5 separate regions of the Mus musculus genome follow, and regions 2, 3, 4 and 5 are each linked to region 1. The links are chromatin contacts, called in public Hi-C, HiCAR-type and promoter capture Hi-C maps. All regions are on one chromosome and are shown on one strand. The core of a region is the stretch at or near the end of the contact, and the rest is flanking DNA. Distances in the headings are between cores, read along the strand shown. Region 1 holds the start of Tmem74 (transmembrane protein 74). Region 2 overlaps Gm46505 (a long non-coding RNA gene). Region 3 holds the start of Ebag9 (estrogen receptor-binding fragment-associated gene 9). Region 4 holds the start of Rspo2 (R-spondin 2). Region 5 holds the start of Eny2 (ENY2 transcription and export complex 2 subunit).

Region 1 (2,833 bases), core at 148-2,647:
AAATATCCAAAGTTCCTTCTGCACCTCCTTATTTAACATCAGCTCAGGATATTTTCACATCTTAGTTGTTCCCTTTTTGGCACCTACACTATGTTTGGGTTCTATTTCCAATCTATAGTCCTGAGAGGGTCCTTCATAAATAAGGTTGGCAAGTGTGTCTTTGAAGGCTGGCTGGAATCAAGAAACAGAGAAAATACATTCTCCGTCATATAGTATAGTGAGCCAGAGAAGAAATAAGAACCAAGAGATTGACTTTTAAAAATGTTTGTGAATAAAAAAAAAGGTATTATCATTTGCTGTGTCACTTTAAGAAGCTAATCTGTCTCTCAAGTGTGACCGCAGCATTTATGTGAGCTACTTGCAAGCAGAAAATGGCATGGATACTGTAATCTTATGTTTCTTGGATGGAATCAATCAATGGTCTCAAAAATCACACCTGGAGATGATCCACAAACACATTATTTCCAAGATGTGCTGCTGAATATTACTTTGAGTAAAGGAGGTGTTAGCTTGTCCTATCTCAAGAGTGGCGGCAATCTTCAATTTTCATTACCAAACCTGATCCCTCTCTTACCCTCTGCTCTCGCCCCCTACCCCCAGTCAGTACAACATAATGCTTAGAACTTACTGAATCAGTGGCATAAGTTTGGGCATTTTGCAGCTCAGATATTCTGTAAAATTGAGGACTTTCACAATACCTCTAAAAATGAATGAATTAAGTAAAATGTGTAGGAAAGGCCCTGTCAATAAAGGATCCCAACTTTTAATTTATTAATACATTCAACAGATCCAAGATATAACAGTAAGTACAGGGGAGAAACTGACACTGTTACTCTCAGTGTTCATATTCTTCCTCTTTTATGGGAAAGGCAACGACTTTGGAATCACACTCCTGGATAAGATTTCAAATGCTACTATTTATTGATCTCCTAACTTTTGTAGGCAGGGAGCCATGAATCTCTCTGAGCCCTCTTCCTCATTTTAAAAAAGAAAATTGATAAAAATCTTCTACTTTGAAAATGTGTTTTGACTATTCAATATGACAAAGTATGCAACTTGCTTGGCACACAGTTGGAAGTAAATGTATTGCTTGGTTCCCTAGTCCTCCAGAATCCTGTGGCTGCACTAGAAGCAGGTGGATGAGAGGATGGTGGGCTGGGGATGTAAGGGAGACACACTCACCTTAGAGAGGCCAGAGCTCGAAGCTCAGGCAGGTAAATGCTTGGATGGAGGAAACTGTTTCCCAGAAGAGCAAAATCCTGGAGATGCTGGACAACGCGAACGAAGAGATGCAAGGACTTCCCCTGAACTACATCTCCCGGGATGCTCAGCAGAGGAAGCACCCCGCCCCGCCCTGCCCCGCCCTGCCCGATTCGGCGGGCACCGCCCACCCAGCATAACCCAGCGGCAAACACAGGCTACAAGTGCTGTGGCTAGAAATAACGGACTTTCTCCGGGTGCCATGCGGACGCGAGTGTTCACAGCTTCAGCTTTACTGAGTGGCCAAAGCAGAAGGTGAGTAGCAGAGAGTGGGGTGGGGAGGAAGCGCGCGGAGTGGAAAGAACCGGAGCTTGGAGATAAAAGGAGCCGGGGAACGCATCCCCATTCCCGCTTGAGGTGCCTGCAGGACCTAAGCGGATGCAGCCAGACTGCAGGTGCCTTGATGGGCCAAGAGTCTGCTGGGAGAAATGATTGATCCCGCAGCCTATTGGGGGCACCCCTGTCCAGTGCTGGCAGCGGGTCCTATAAACCCAGTGCGCTCATCCTGCATCCTGTATCCCACTACCCTACGCGGTCTTCTGCAGACCAGCCTTGTTCCTATCTGTTCTGCCTGTATTTTACTGCCTTTAATTGCACAGCAGACTAGGGAAAACGGTACTCTTGCCTTGGAGGTGCAATCTCATTAAATGGGCTTTTAAACAGAGAGAGGGCTGTGGGGAGGGAAGAAGATACCTTTAGCCGGTCCCCTGGGATTATCCATCCTAAACTGATGCTGGATTACGGATCTGCAAATCGACAGTACAGTTAGCATAGAGCCGATGAGAAAGGAGAGAGAGAGAGAGAGAAAGAGAGAGAGAGAGAGAGAGAGAGAGAGAGAGAATATTCCCGCTCTGTTATAAATTGGAAGTTTCGTGGGGGATCCTGCCAGTTTTATATAAAGGAGTCTAATATGATTAGCTAATTGTGCCAAAGGTTAATCAGAGCGACTCGTGCCTCAGGGATCCATCTGTGATGATTTCGGTAATTGATGAAACCGGTTCCCATTGCTTCCATCATTGAAGGATCCTTCTGTGGGGGCTTGTCCACATGATGAAAGAAAACTCTGATTCGGTTACAGTTTCCTTACTCTTAGCACTGTGTTTTTCTCCTTTTTGTTGTCGCTCTTTTTATAATTTTAGTACACAGGACCGGGTGGGGCAAGCTTGAAGTGCAGCAGGAAGCATGACCATGTCAAGGTTCTTTTCCGTTCTGTGAGTTGCCTGACTGTCTTAGGGAGGCTTGCTTGAACCTCTGTCACCAGCTGCTGGAATTGGGGATTTTGACTCTTACCCTTCCAATCATGGATTAAACAACTCTGGATTGAAATAAAAGCAAAAGGAGTTCTTGACTAAACCTCCTATATTTGATGAGAGTGGGGATGAATTTTTTCCCCCCAGGAAGCTAGCAGAGGCAGGAAAGATGAGCAGATGGCTTACTGTTCAACACAGAATTCTATCTTATCAAGACTCTTGGTAACGTGGAGGTGAGAGAGTGCCATAGATAGTGTTTCAGGGCTAGCCTTGGAAATTGCTTCTCACTCCTCACCCTACTTGTGCTGGGTTTGTAAACACTT
Region 2 (2,833 bases), core at 123-2,622, 890 kb after region 1:
ATGTTCATTGCACAACAAGATAGCATGAGAAGGAACGCATTCACATGTCTTTTAATAAAATACAGTATTAGTTATATTTAATCATTATTGCTGTTTTTAAAACGAAATCCCAAACATTTGGTTTTACCAAATGAAGACTCAGGATGCTTTGATGAAAGCCTGTTAGTCCAGAGAGGCAGAGAAAAAAACGAGCTAACCTTCTTCAACCCAGAAGGGGAAAATACCCAAACCAAACCAAACCGAACCAAACCAAACCAAACCAAACCAAACCAAACCAAACCAAACCAAACCAAACCACCACCACCACCACCACCACCACCACCACCAACAACAACAACAACAGTTCTTTTCCATACTCCCTTTAAAACCCTCCAAGCCAAATGTCCCTCCTTTCTACTTCCTGTGCATCTCATTATCTGTTCTCCTGATTTCCTCTCACATTTTGTGCTTCCTTTCCCCATCCCTATGTCAACTGATTATTTGCTCTGCCTCTTGACGTATGGTTGACTTTATTCAATCTTCTTTACAATAAGCTCTTTGATTAAAGGTGTGTTCTAGGGCTGAGCCACACCACACCTAGAGATTTTTCCAGTGTACAATCTGGAGGTTCACAGTATGATCAGATATCCTGCTACATTGTTCTCTTCTTCTCTAGCCCCTTATAGCTCTCATCTTCCTTCCTCTCTATGCAGGCCTTTCCCAACTTGTAACAAATTGCTTGTTTCAGGAACTAGAGTTGCCAAAATTAAAGCTAACAACTAGACTTTCAAGCCATGAACATTATTTCATACTGTTTTTTTGTAGCTCTTAGAGCTGGACACATAGCAAACTGAACAATCTGTTGCTGAGTTTAACTGGTGAAATTGTTAGAACAATTGTATAGTTGAGAACTTTCAATAGGCATGTCTTCATGGTAAGCATGTAATGTACACGATCAAATTACACATTTAAAACAACCATATGAAATATTAATGTACCTATTTTAAAAATAGAATTAAAATTCAAAAACATTAATACTGCACTCTTGGGAAGGTATGTCACAATTCAGATCCTGATCTGACTTACAACTAGGATTGCTTTCCCTACCATGCCACATTGTCCCCTAATTACATTCATGCCTATGATAACCTAATTACCCAGCATTGCACATAACCACAGATGTCTACGTTTACCTTAATAGACATGAATAATTTGTATCCTATTTATTGAATTATCTGAAGTTCCAAGCTGAACATTTTGCTTACATTCTAATCACAGTTGCAAAGTATTGTCATAGCGGATGGACATGTTCTCAGCATCAATGTCACTGTGAAACAATGAAAGAAAGAAAACCCTGCTAGGACAGAATTAGAGTAATCATTGAAATCATTAGAAGCATTAGCAGTTTATTCTGAGCCACATCAAGGAGAGTCACAGCCTGCAAGCTGAGCAGACGGAGCTGTATCCGCTATAATCATATTAGGGATGGTGAGGAATTGCACATTTATTGCATTATGCTTTGAGATCATGTACAACATTTAAGCAAGGGAAGGTCTGTTTTTTTTTGAATGATATTAGTTTCAAGCTAAATTCAATTTTTGAAAAGCAAACAATGCACAGTGTATTTAAACCCCAGTTAAAATGAAATCTTCACTTTGTACCTAACAATATATTTTTATTGGAAATTCAAAAATCTAAACCCCCACTACTCCAGCCTAAAAACTGATCTCGATTCAGTGGTGACTCTGATGCTCAGCTCTTTAATTTGGACTTTGCTGACAGCTGATTTCAATTTTTGTCTGTTTATGGAAGAAAATTAAAAGAACACACTCTCTATGATCCAGTGGTTCTTTGTGGTGGAGTGAGTCCTGTTCAGCCCTAAATGAAAACCCAGACACTTGTCACTAGAACTAATCCTTATGTAAACATGATTGCATTATAGGCAGAGCCCAGAGAGGCTGCAAGACACAAATGGAAGTATGCCACTTTCCTGGGCACTTTAGGGTCAATGTCTTTGTTATTGCAATTTCTACATAATGAGTTTGCAATAATCCACAAGGGACCCAGGAGCTTCTACTGATTGGCTTTGGGTATATGCCTATGGAAGAGTCAGAATTTTTAGTGTGTGTAAGAACATCTTCTGGGATGTCAAATACTTTGACAAAATATATGATTAAGCTGCATGGCAGGAGACTTGATTTTAAGTAAAAATAAACCAACAGGATAGCAATGCTATTTTTAGACTTTCAGAACAAATTAATGAACTAGGAGTGGTGTGCCTACAGGAAATCCAAGCACTAGAGAATCTGAGGCAAGAAGATCGTGAGCAGCATGAGCAGAGGTGGTAAAACAGAGAAGATCAGAAAAGAAGCTGGTGTGTCTGGAGCTGGTGTGAGGCAAAAGGCTTGAGTACTGAGATGACAGTGGTAGATGCTGGTCAGGTGTGAAGCTGCAAAAGGACGTAGCACCCCTTTTGTGCAAGGAGGGGATATAAGGTCAGTGTGACTTCTCTGTGGATTGGAAGAAACAAGGCAAGGCAGTGAGACAGGAAAAGATGCTGTTTGAGTTGTCTCAGTGGGCGCCAAGAATGATGTAGGGTAGGATATCAATGGAGAGAGTAAAATAAGCCGAGTTGATTTGTATATGAGGCAAAAGTAAAGAGTCTCTATATGCCAGTTTTAGTCTTCGCGACTCTCAGCGCAAGCTAAAGGACAGATCTTAAACAGAAAGTTGTCCTTGAGAATAGTAAGTGCGAACAGAATAAACAGGAAACCTGAAAGCATGTGGAACAGGGAACCAACCCATAGGGAAACTACATGTAAAGCCTTGACATCTAATAGATTGTCAGCTATTA
Region 3 (2,833 bases), core at 211-2,710, 750 kb before region 1:
AACTTAACATTCCTTGGGCCCTTAACATGTTCAGAATTTAGTTCAATAGTTTCACCATTCCTATATAATGGATAAGGCCTATAAATGGTCTGAGTAATTTAAACAGGTTAAATCAGCAGTGGCTGGAGGAGGGGAATCCTAAGGCCCTGATTCTGTTTCAAACGATTTCAATTTTATACATATCACTACAGTCTGATTTCTAAAACACCTATAGATTCTCAATTAGGAAAACACTTACTTGGAGCTACTTTGCAATTTGGGTGTTTTAAAATGCTTTCTAGAACTGGACAATATTGAAATAACCTACCAAAATACTCAAATTTTAAAAACGAAAATGACTAAGAAAATGCAGAAACTTTATGCCAGAGAAATAATTTTGAAGAAATGGCATTTCCAATTAAACAATAGGAAGAAGAGCTCTGTTGTGACAACTAAGAAAGATTTCCCTATAAGGGAGGAAGGCATAAAGAAAAAGAATCCTGCATGACGTGGTCAATCTGTCCTTGTGCTCAATTTCTTCAGATCCTGGAGTATACATCAATTAAACTATAATTCATTAAGCCAAGCCAGGTGATACTCATTAAACGAGTCATCAAATGCTGTCCTAATCCTGCATTTCTAAGTCTATACAATTACTTGAAAGTCCCACGACCTACGAAAGCACAGAATATACTCAAATTAGGTCTGTGACTCGCTAAAGTTAAATATCATAAAGCTCCCAAATAAAAATCTACCTGAACTCAAACATGACAAGGAAGGGTCAACACCGGAGGCATGTAAGCAAAAGCAGAAGTGCAGTTTTGGAAAGCTGGTGGTAAAAACCGAACATTCTGTACCATCAGGCCTTCGAATTTGACACCCCGGGGACTGTTAGTTAACCAAGGTGGGTTAAGATCTTCTGAATGACTCAACGGTGAGTCTCATAACTAAAATAATTTTCACTTTCAGATTACCCACCTAGAACTTGCTGGCGGAAAAAAAAAAAATCATACCCACTGCACAGATGAGCAAAACAACACACACGCGAGCTTTCTGGTTACGCAATCCCACGCCCGGTGGCGGGCGGCATGTGAGGCGTTCTAAACTGCTGAAGGTGGGAGCCGGGTGGGATGGGGTTTGGATGTTGGGCAGATCGGCCCCGAGAGGTGCGAGGCCCGTAGAGGAGGGCAGGAAGGCGGCACATTGCCCTTGGGAAAGACTGAACGTGGGGTTTTTCCGGGTCGGCAGCTCCCAGGCGGGACGCCCGTGCGGGACCGCAGCATAGCGAGGGGACAGGGACGAGCCGGTTCCAAGCCACGCTCGGCTCTCCCCACAGGTCACCCTGACCCGGAAACAGTACCCCAGAGTGGTGGCTCGGCGAGTGGGAGGTCGAGGTAGAGGGCCGAAGAGAAAGGCGGGAGGGCAGGAAGTACGGGGCGACCCAGAGGGTGACCGGGAAGCGCGGCCACCAGCCGCAGGCCGGACCGGGTCAGGAGGCGGGTGGGTAGAGAAAAAGCCCCTCGCGGGCGCGCGCAGGCCGCACACACTCACCTGCCCCTCCCCCTCCCCGCCCGCCCGGCGGAGGCTCCGAGCTGCCGCGGGCCACGCGCGCTCACGAGGCGCGCGCGCGCACAGCCGCTGTCTGCCTCGAGCTCGCGCTCCGCCAGCTCAGTCCCAGCTCCGCTCATTCAAAGCCGGGCGCGCGCTCCGTCGCAGCCGCCGTGGCCGCCGCGCAGCCGCCATGGCCGCCCCTTCTCCAAAAACCCGCCCGGACCCCGCCCTAGCTCCGCCCTGGCCCCGCCCGTTTCCCCGCCCAGACCCTGTCTCCAGGCTCTGGCTTCCGCACTCTGCCTCTCGTACTTCTGGCCCAATAGAGGATAGATACGTCATTGACGTGCAAGTCGCAAGCCAATGAGTGCATAGGGGCGTGGTTAGTCGGGACAGTGCAACTGCTTTGGCCTTTTGTTAATAGTAGTGTGTTGGGTTTTTTTTTGTCCTGGAGCAACTGGGCTCCTGCCAAGTTGTTTTCCTTTCCTCCTTTGTAGATTAGTGTCTCGCCTGTGACCAAGTCTCCTGTTCCATCCTTAAACCTGTCTGCTAGATGGGGCCAAGGCGAAACTGCATCTAGATTGTGAAACATTGGCGAAGCCTCTCTGTCTCAAAATGATTTGGGTGTGACTAGGACAGACCCCAATTACTGCTGGACCTGAGACGTTTACACGTCTCTTTCAGAATTTATCTGGCTCTGTTTAAATCTTAGTCCAGTTTTTAACTGAAAGTAAGGCGGGTGATTCTTCTAGGTCCCTCCTTATATCCTGCATCAGGGGCTAGCCTTTTTACCCAGCTCTTGTCTTTTTGGGGTTCTCTCTTGCAATCGGATATTTTTCTGCTGTTTGATTGACTTTTGGTTTTTATTTTTTATTGTACATGTTACTTTGTTCCATAAAAATGCTTTCATTTAAGGAAACATTGTAACTTGAACAGATACAACCTCCTACCCCCTTTTTTTCCTCCCACCGCTGATAGATCCTTGTTCTTCTAGACAGTTTCACTTCTACGTTTATACATACATATGTATGTATGTATGTACACAAGCATATTCTTTTCATGTTTTCTTTTCTTTTTCTATCTTGTGTGCTTGTAAAAATCCGAGTTTATTGTTCTGTTGGACTAAGAATTCTTAAGAAGCTACTATTAGGAAGTGGCTGGCAAGGGAGTGTGTGTGTGTGTGTGTGTGTGTACATATATTTGTGTTTATGATATATCGAAAAGTTGAAAGCAGTTTTTTCAAATTCTTCCTCAACTAGCCTTTCCTTCCTATTCCTTTTTAAAGATTCAGCTGCCTTTGTTCTCT
Region 4 (2,833 bases), core at 140-2,639, 700 kb after region 1:
GGAAACGGCACCAGTAACTTCAACTCTGGCTCACTTAGTCGTTCTCAGGGACCCCAATTCCTAGAACAGAAATATCACAGCCAAATAGTGGAGTGATTAATAAACATGGCTATTAAAGCCCCCATTACTTCTATATGATTCTTCAGTTCAAATTTCTGAGCCCATGCAGAAACTGAAGGAACAAAAGGGAGAATTGAAATAGTACAAAATGTTATTAAGGAGCCTGGGCTGGGCATGTGTTTGTAATCCTAGCTCTTAGGTGGTGGAGGCAGAGGGATTGGGAATTCTAGGTCAGCCTTACTAGGATGAGTTCCAGGTTGGCCTGGGCTACAACCCAATCTCAAAAATAAAACCAACCAACAGCCACTAAAAAGCTACAGTAACAACGTGCCTAGTAACACATTTAAAGAGACGTCTATATTGCCACGTCTAATATTATAGATTCTTATCTTTTGCTCAAAGAAGACATACATTATTTCCCTATATTGCCAAGTCTAACATTATAGATTCTTATCTTCTGTTCAAAGAGGAAATACATTATTCCCAATAGCAGTGAATGTATGGCAGACGATTTCACTAGATTAAAATTGGTAGCACCTAATGTTTTTAATGAGTGATATAGTAAGTAGTTCTCCAACTCAGGGCATTTGAAGTTTAATTCAGACCTTGGGAAACAAAGGAGGGGTAAAGATTAAGAACAAAACAAACTAGTGGTAAACATTCGATTTCTGAAGAAGAAAGCTCCCAATTTTTTGAGTATTGCAAAGTATCACATATGTTTGTGAAATCTGTTGGGAAAAAAATAAAGTAAAGGAAAAAAAACAGCTGTGTGGAAAGGTAAAGGCAATGGGAAATACTAAACTTACTCCTTAAACTGAGCATGCGTTTCAATTTCTGGGGACGTCTGCCTTCAGAGCAGGGCTAGGATTTAAATTTTGGGAAAAGGGCAGAGGTTTGTCTTCTTGTTTTTTTTTTTTTTTTAAAGGCTGAAGTGTTTTTTCAGAAGCAGCAGTCTCATCCTGGCACTCAGGAGGAAAGTAGAAGGTACCTTCAGTTCCCCATCAAATTCTTCTGGAGAAAGGCTAATTGGTGAGGTGGGAATCGACTCCATTGTTCCCGAGAGGACACCTTGGGTGTGAACAGCAAGGGCAGGCCATATCGCTCACCCTAGGTGCTCTTCAGTTTAGACCATCCCTCTGGGAAAGCCGGGTGAGCATTATTTTTCTTACACGAAGCTCTCTGCATGCCGTCAGTACTCTTTAGGACCTCAGGGAAACCCGAGCGTTTCTGGCTTTAGGACCCAGGAACTCTGAGGCAGCCTGGCTTTAGATGTCTTGGACCACAGCACCACCTACTTATAGAAGCATCCCGAGCCTTAGCTTGTCTGCATCTCCATCGGAAAGTGCGCTGGCTACATCCCTTCGGCCTCCGGGCAGTGTTCTGTCTCCCTTAGCTCAGGCAGCGAGAAACTTCAGCTGCGAAGTGGTGGTGGAGAGAGCCCTGGGAGCAGCGACTGGACCCGGACACCAAGAAGAGAGTGGACGCGCCCCTCGACTAGGAATCGCTCTCGCAGGCGGAGACCCAGCATCTCAGCGCCTGCGGTCGCGCTTGCCCGGCCGCGCGCTTTTGCTAGGCGCCGCCAGCCCCGAGGACCCTCGGGGTCCGCGGACCCTTCTGCAGCCGGCGGAATCCTAAAGCTGCCAAGAGCTCCCGGCGGGTGTCCGCAAACTTTTTCCGAGCCCACGTGCTGACCAAACAGCCCGGCTCGCTTCCAGAGCCTGGCATGGAGCGCCGCGCCTAGGCACGCCGTGCAGCCCGAGAGACGCGAGCGCACGGTAGGCGATCTACACCTGGTGCTGGGGCGCTGGGATAGCCCATCCGGGGAGCGAAAGGCTTCAGAGCGCCCCTTGAAAGCCCTGCGCTCGGCTGCTTCTAGAGCGCCTTTCCTTCTGCAGAGCTCGCACAACGCCCTTTCTCCAGGGTCAGAAGGCAGTGCTCCGCAGAGGTTGCTAATTCACTGATTGTAATCACCTTCCTCTCCAAGTCTCCTGCAGCTGTGCCATCTGCGTTAAACTGCTGCGTGGATCGTGCCAGTGAGTTCGCGTCCTCCCTCCCTCCTTTCTTTAAACTAAGAGGCGCGAAGGTGCAGGTACCTCCTCCGGGTTCTCTCAGTCCTCCACCCACCCAGCTTCTCTTTTCCTCCTCTCCCAGGTTCACCGTGGAGGGAGAGATGCTCATCGAGCCAAATTGATCATTGCAGCCGCAGGGCAGTGACATCTGTCTCTAAGTCCTCCCTAGGAGCGCGACCCGCACTGTCTCCTTCCAGGAGCCCGTCATTTCCTCGACTTTTGAGAGGTGTCTCTCCCCAGCCCGACCGTCCAGATGCGTTTTTGCCTCTTCTCATTTGCCCTCATCATTCTGAACTGTATGGATTACAGCCAGTGCCAAGGCAACCGATGGAGACGCAATAAGCGAGGTGGGTCGCGCTCGGCTGAAGGTGCGTGGAGTTCCTGAGTGGGTGGGAGTGCTTATTCACATTTAGGCTTTAGGGACTCGAGGGACAGGACTGTGCTCTGCACCCCAGTTTTTGTGTGGGCTACCACTGACCATTCTCAGGGTCACAGAACTCCACAGAAAGCTTCCTTCTGTCCCTAGTGGGTGCGATGGGACCTTAGAAGCATTGGGAGCTTGATGTGCTGGGCTTCCCTCCCGCAAGCGCCCAGGGATTTATCATGTGGTTCACAGTCTGTGCCACCTCTCCTGAACTCTTCTTTGGATCACATTTCTTATGTGGCACCATTTTTCTAGTTTTCTCCTTTTGTCTTCTTAATCA
Region 5 (2,833 bases), core at 219-2,718, 560 kb before region 1:
CTTTGTTCATCTTGCTAACCTGGACATCAACATGCATTTTGAGATACATAATATTTAGAAAAGTGTTTCCTTCTAAGACCTCTCTAGACAATCATCCTAATACATTGAACATTATAATAAGGAAAGGATGATAATTTTAAGTACCTTACATGGTATTATTATTCTTAGTACTATTTCCTGTATCCCAATTCCCTTCCCTCATAAGCTCTTTATTGTTTATTTTCTTTGTCTTTTTAAAAAGGGAATAACTACTATTATAATACCATTAAGCACTTATGTACCTAAAACTGAGAATATTTAACCCCCAAATTTGCTCTAATGACACAATTCCATTTTACAGATGAGAACACTGAGGCACAGAGACAGAATGTGAAGTCAGGTACTTGGAGTCCCACCTTATTTAATTGTACACTAATATCTGACTGGCGTTCATTTCTGCATCTTAACTGCATTCAATTTCTGGGTAAGCCATAGCATGCACACTAATAAAAGATACGACTATGAAAAATGAAATAAGACTATGTGCTTGCTTTACCCAATAAACTTCACGGAGAATTACAACTGCTACCCTAGCTTTGGATTTCATATCCTTATTTCTGAAGGGTAAGTAAGAAAACGAATTTCAAACTAGTCTTTGAGAAATTCTTCATTTTCAATAAAAAACAGACAACCAATGCCAAAATAGGTGTAGGGGAAAAAAAAAAAAAGCAAGGTTAACTTTTGAGCGCATTTTTGCCATTTAAAAGTCAGGTTTAAGTTAATGTTTTCCTACTTAGTGTGAATCTTCTTTTGTAATTCTCCGTCTTGTCTGTATGGAAATTCAGACTACAAAGAATTTTCAGAGTTGGGCTGCGCAAGAAGCAGGTGAACAGAGGGTTAATAACTAGGCAACGCTTTACTTCTGTAGTTGGGGCTTAACATTTCCAAATTAACTGCAAAAGTTTAGACAGTGTCATAGCAAGAACAGCAAAACTTCGTCTCGTCTTGGCCCCTAAAATCACGGATAGTGACCTTGGGCAAGTCACTTAATGCCTAAAGGCCTCAGTTTTCTCACTGGTAAAACCAGGGCGCTAGGGACTCCCTCCCGGTTCTGACATTCTTTAGGAAAATGCAACACGGCGCAGACAGCTGGAGAGGCGGGAGGGGAGGAGCCAGAAAACAAAGCGGGGACTGGCTCCCGGCCAACTCCAGCAGCACGCCCTGTCGGAGAGCCCTACAGGCCCGCGAGCGAGCGAGCGAGCGAGCGCGGGTCGGGGAAGCTAACGAAAGACAGCACATCGAAAGGAGCCTGGGCTGGGCCCGGGTCCCGGCCCTGAGGACCACGGGCATAGCTCACCACCATCACCGCGGGCGAGGGCCGTCCCTTCCCAGCGACGAAATGACCCTTGCGCTGACGACCGTTACCTACCACACTCTTCGGCTGCCCGGACTTAGACCCTCAGTAGCTCGGGCACCTAAGCACACAGAAAGCTAGACCACGCATTTCCGGGGCGGGATCTGGCCACCCTGCCTATAATGTGAGAATTCAACTAGCGCGGGCCGCCTTCTGGTCGCTCGGCCCTCTGGGTAAGGAAGTCCAGAGTCTGTTAGCTGACGTGGGTTCAGGGATCAAAAAACTACATTTCCCAGCATTGCAACAGAACCAAATTTCTCATGGACACTACACTTCCCAGAAGAGACGTGGCGCCGCAGAGTCGTCTGGGATGGGAACCACGCCGTTTCCCAGCCTCAGTTCCAGGAGTGAAGCGCGGACCTTTCAACAAGAGCTTTATTGATTCTCTTGCTGGGATCGGGGGAACGCGATGGAGGCGGCCAATTGCTCTCTGCGGGTGAAAAGACCTCTGCTGGATCCCCGCTTCGAGGGCTACAAGCTGTCTCTCGAACCGCTGCCCTGCTACCAGCTGGAGCTTGATGCAGGTGGGATCGGCGGCACCCTCTCGCACCCGGTTCCTTCTTGTTGAGGCTGCCATTGGCGCAACCCTCTGTCACTCCGGCTAGCCAGCCACCTCCTGCCGGTCTGCACCTAGAGCGGCCGTCCACGCGGGGACCCGAGGATGCCCCCTTTCCTTCCGCGCCTTAGCCGCGGCACTGTGGGCTGGCCTAGGCGTCCGCAGCTCAGGCTCGGATGTTCTCCGCCCATACATCTCTGGCTCCTGCTCTGAAGGTTCAAGTTGTCCTTCCTTCCCAAACCTTACCTTTAGTAAACGTGTTCGCTGAGAAGCCACACCTCCTTGGAAAGTCCCCAACTCCCTTTTTCCTTCTGACGCAGAATCATTTCTTGGGAGAGAAAAATTTCCACATTCAGTTAGCAGTTTCAAATACTCGGGTCCTGGATCATGCTACAATTTATTGAGGGCAAGTGATTTAGTGCGCTTACTGTTGCTTGCTGCTACTACTTATTTATCTGTAACTTCCTAGAGGCTATTCTCCTTTTTACAACCATAGGAATTGTAGTTTTGTTAGGGAAAGTGTCCAGGGATTTGTGTTTTTAAATACATGTCTCTGCAGATTCTTATTTTGATACAAGTTTTCCATAGGTTGTACTTTGAGAAATAGTGATCTAGAGGTGTTAGTCGACGTTTGAGTATCAAGCGTTACTTATGTATGTATCTATGTATCTTTTCTCTAGATTGTATCTAGATTGTAGGGAGTCTATTCTTGACTGTCCTGGCACTTGCTTTGTAGCCCAGGCTGGCCCAGAACTCACAGATAACCAGCTGCCTCTGTGCTGGGATTAAAGACATAAACAAGTAGACCAACAAATGCTTGGGTTTTTTGTTTGTTTGTTTGTTTGTTTGTTTTTAAAGTTTCTTAAGTGTAAAAGTAATTGTTG

What was found. Promoter capture Hi-C pulls out the DNA fragments that hold promoters and counts their contacts. A called contact is a pair of places that touch in the nucleus more often than the background predicts. HiCAR-type assays count read pairs that join an accessible place to other places.
Region 2: a contact with region 1 is called in a Hi-C map of the N1E-115 cell line, with 4 times the contacts expected there. The contact joins the enhancer-like site here to the promoter of Tmem74 in region 1. A contact is called at or near these places in 5 of 39 promoter capture datasets (the 3T3-L1 cell line, cranial neural crest, embryonic stem cells and 2 more), 2 of 484 Hi-C or Micro-C datasets (the N1E-115 cell line and embryonic stem cells) and 1 of 9 other capture datasets (adipose tissue).
Region 3: a contact with region 1 is called in a Hi-C map of the N1E-115 cell line, with 2.9 times the contacts expected there. The contact joins the promoter of Ebag9 here to the promoter of Tmem74 in region 1. A contact is called at or near these places in 1 of 39 promoter capture datasets (hippocampal neurons), 1 of 484 Hi-C or Micro-C datasets (the N1E-115 cell line) and 1 of 115 datasets of contacts at active chromatin or transcription factors (astrocytes).
Region 4: a promoter capture Hi-C map of hippocampal neurons shows a contact between it and region 1, with 2.8 times the contacts expected there. The contact joins the promoter of Rspo2 here to the promoter of Tmem74 in region 1. A contact is called at or near these places in 6 of 39 promoter capture datasets (cranial neural crest, hippocampal neurons, liver and 3 more) and 1 of 484 Hi-C or Micro-C datasets (cortical neurons).
Region 5: a HiCAR-type map of astrocytes shows a contact between it and region 1, with 3 times the contacts expected there. The contact joins the promoter of Eny2 here to the promoter of Tmem74 in region 1. A contact is called at or near these places in 8 of 39 promoter capture datasets (the 3T3-L1 cell line, cranial neural crest, embryonic stem cells and 3 more), 5 of 484 Hi-C or Micro-C datasets (the N1E-115 cell line, brain, cortical neurons and 1 more) and 7 of 115 datasets of contacts at active chromatin or transcription factors (astrocytes, embryonic fibroblasts, embryonic forebrain and 4 more).

What each region holds. Positions count from the first base shown.
Region 1 is chr15:43,868,593-43,871,425 of GRCm38.p6, reverse strand. It overlaps Tmem74 (transmembrane protein 74), which reads left to right and starts at 1,397. Exons shown (of 2, transcript NM_175502.3): 1 at 1,397-1,515.
Region 2 is chr15:42,978,085-42,980,917 of GRCm38.p6, reverse strand. The region is part of intron 1 of Gm46505 (a long non-coding RNA gene); the gene reads left to right. Among named protein-coding and RNA genes, the nearest start is that of Gm46505, 3.8 kb to the left of the region's middle. Within about 2 kb of position 1,372, at least 3 of the 459 cell types and tissues checked have an H3K27ac peak or open chromatin away from gene starts, as enhancers often do. A contact at or near this core is called in the N1E-115 cell line, where this site is marked.
Region 3 is chr15:44,618,067-44,620,899 of GRCm38.p6, reverse strand. Ebag9 (estrogen receptor-binding fragment-associated gene 9) reads right to left here and starts at 1,460. Exons shown (of 7, transcript NM_001357691.1): 1 at 993-1,460.
Region 4 is chr15:43,169,374-43,172,206 of GRCm38.p6, reverse strand. Rspo2 (R-spondin 2) reads left to right here and starts at 1,389. Exons shown (of 6, transcript NM_001357956.1): 1 at 1,389-1,835; 2 at 2,212-2,476. The coding sequence starts at 2,383.
Region 5 is chr15:44,426,746-44,429,578 of GRCm38.p6, reverse strand. Eny2 (ENY2 transcription and export complex 2 subunit) reads right to left here and starts at 1,468. Exons shown (of 5, transcript NM_175009.3): 1 at 1,337-1,468; 2 at 1-19. The coding sequence starts at 1,342. Nudcd1 (NudC domain containing 1) reads left to right here and starts at 1,272. Exons shown (of 10, transcript NM_001113554.1): 1 at 1,272-1,917. The coding sequence starts at 1,803.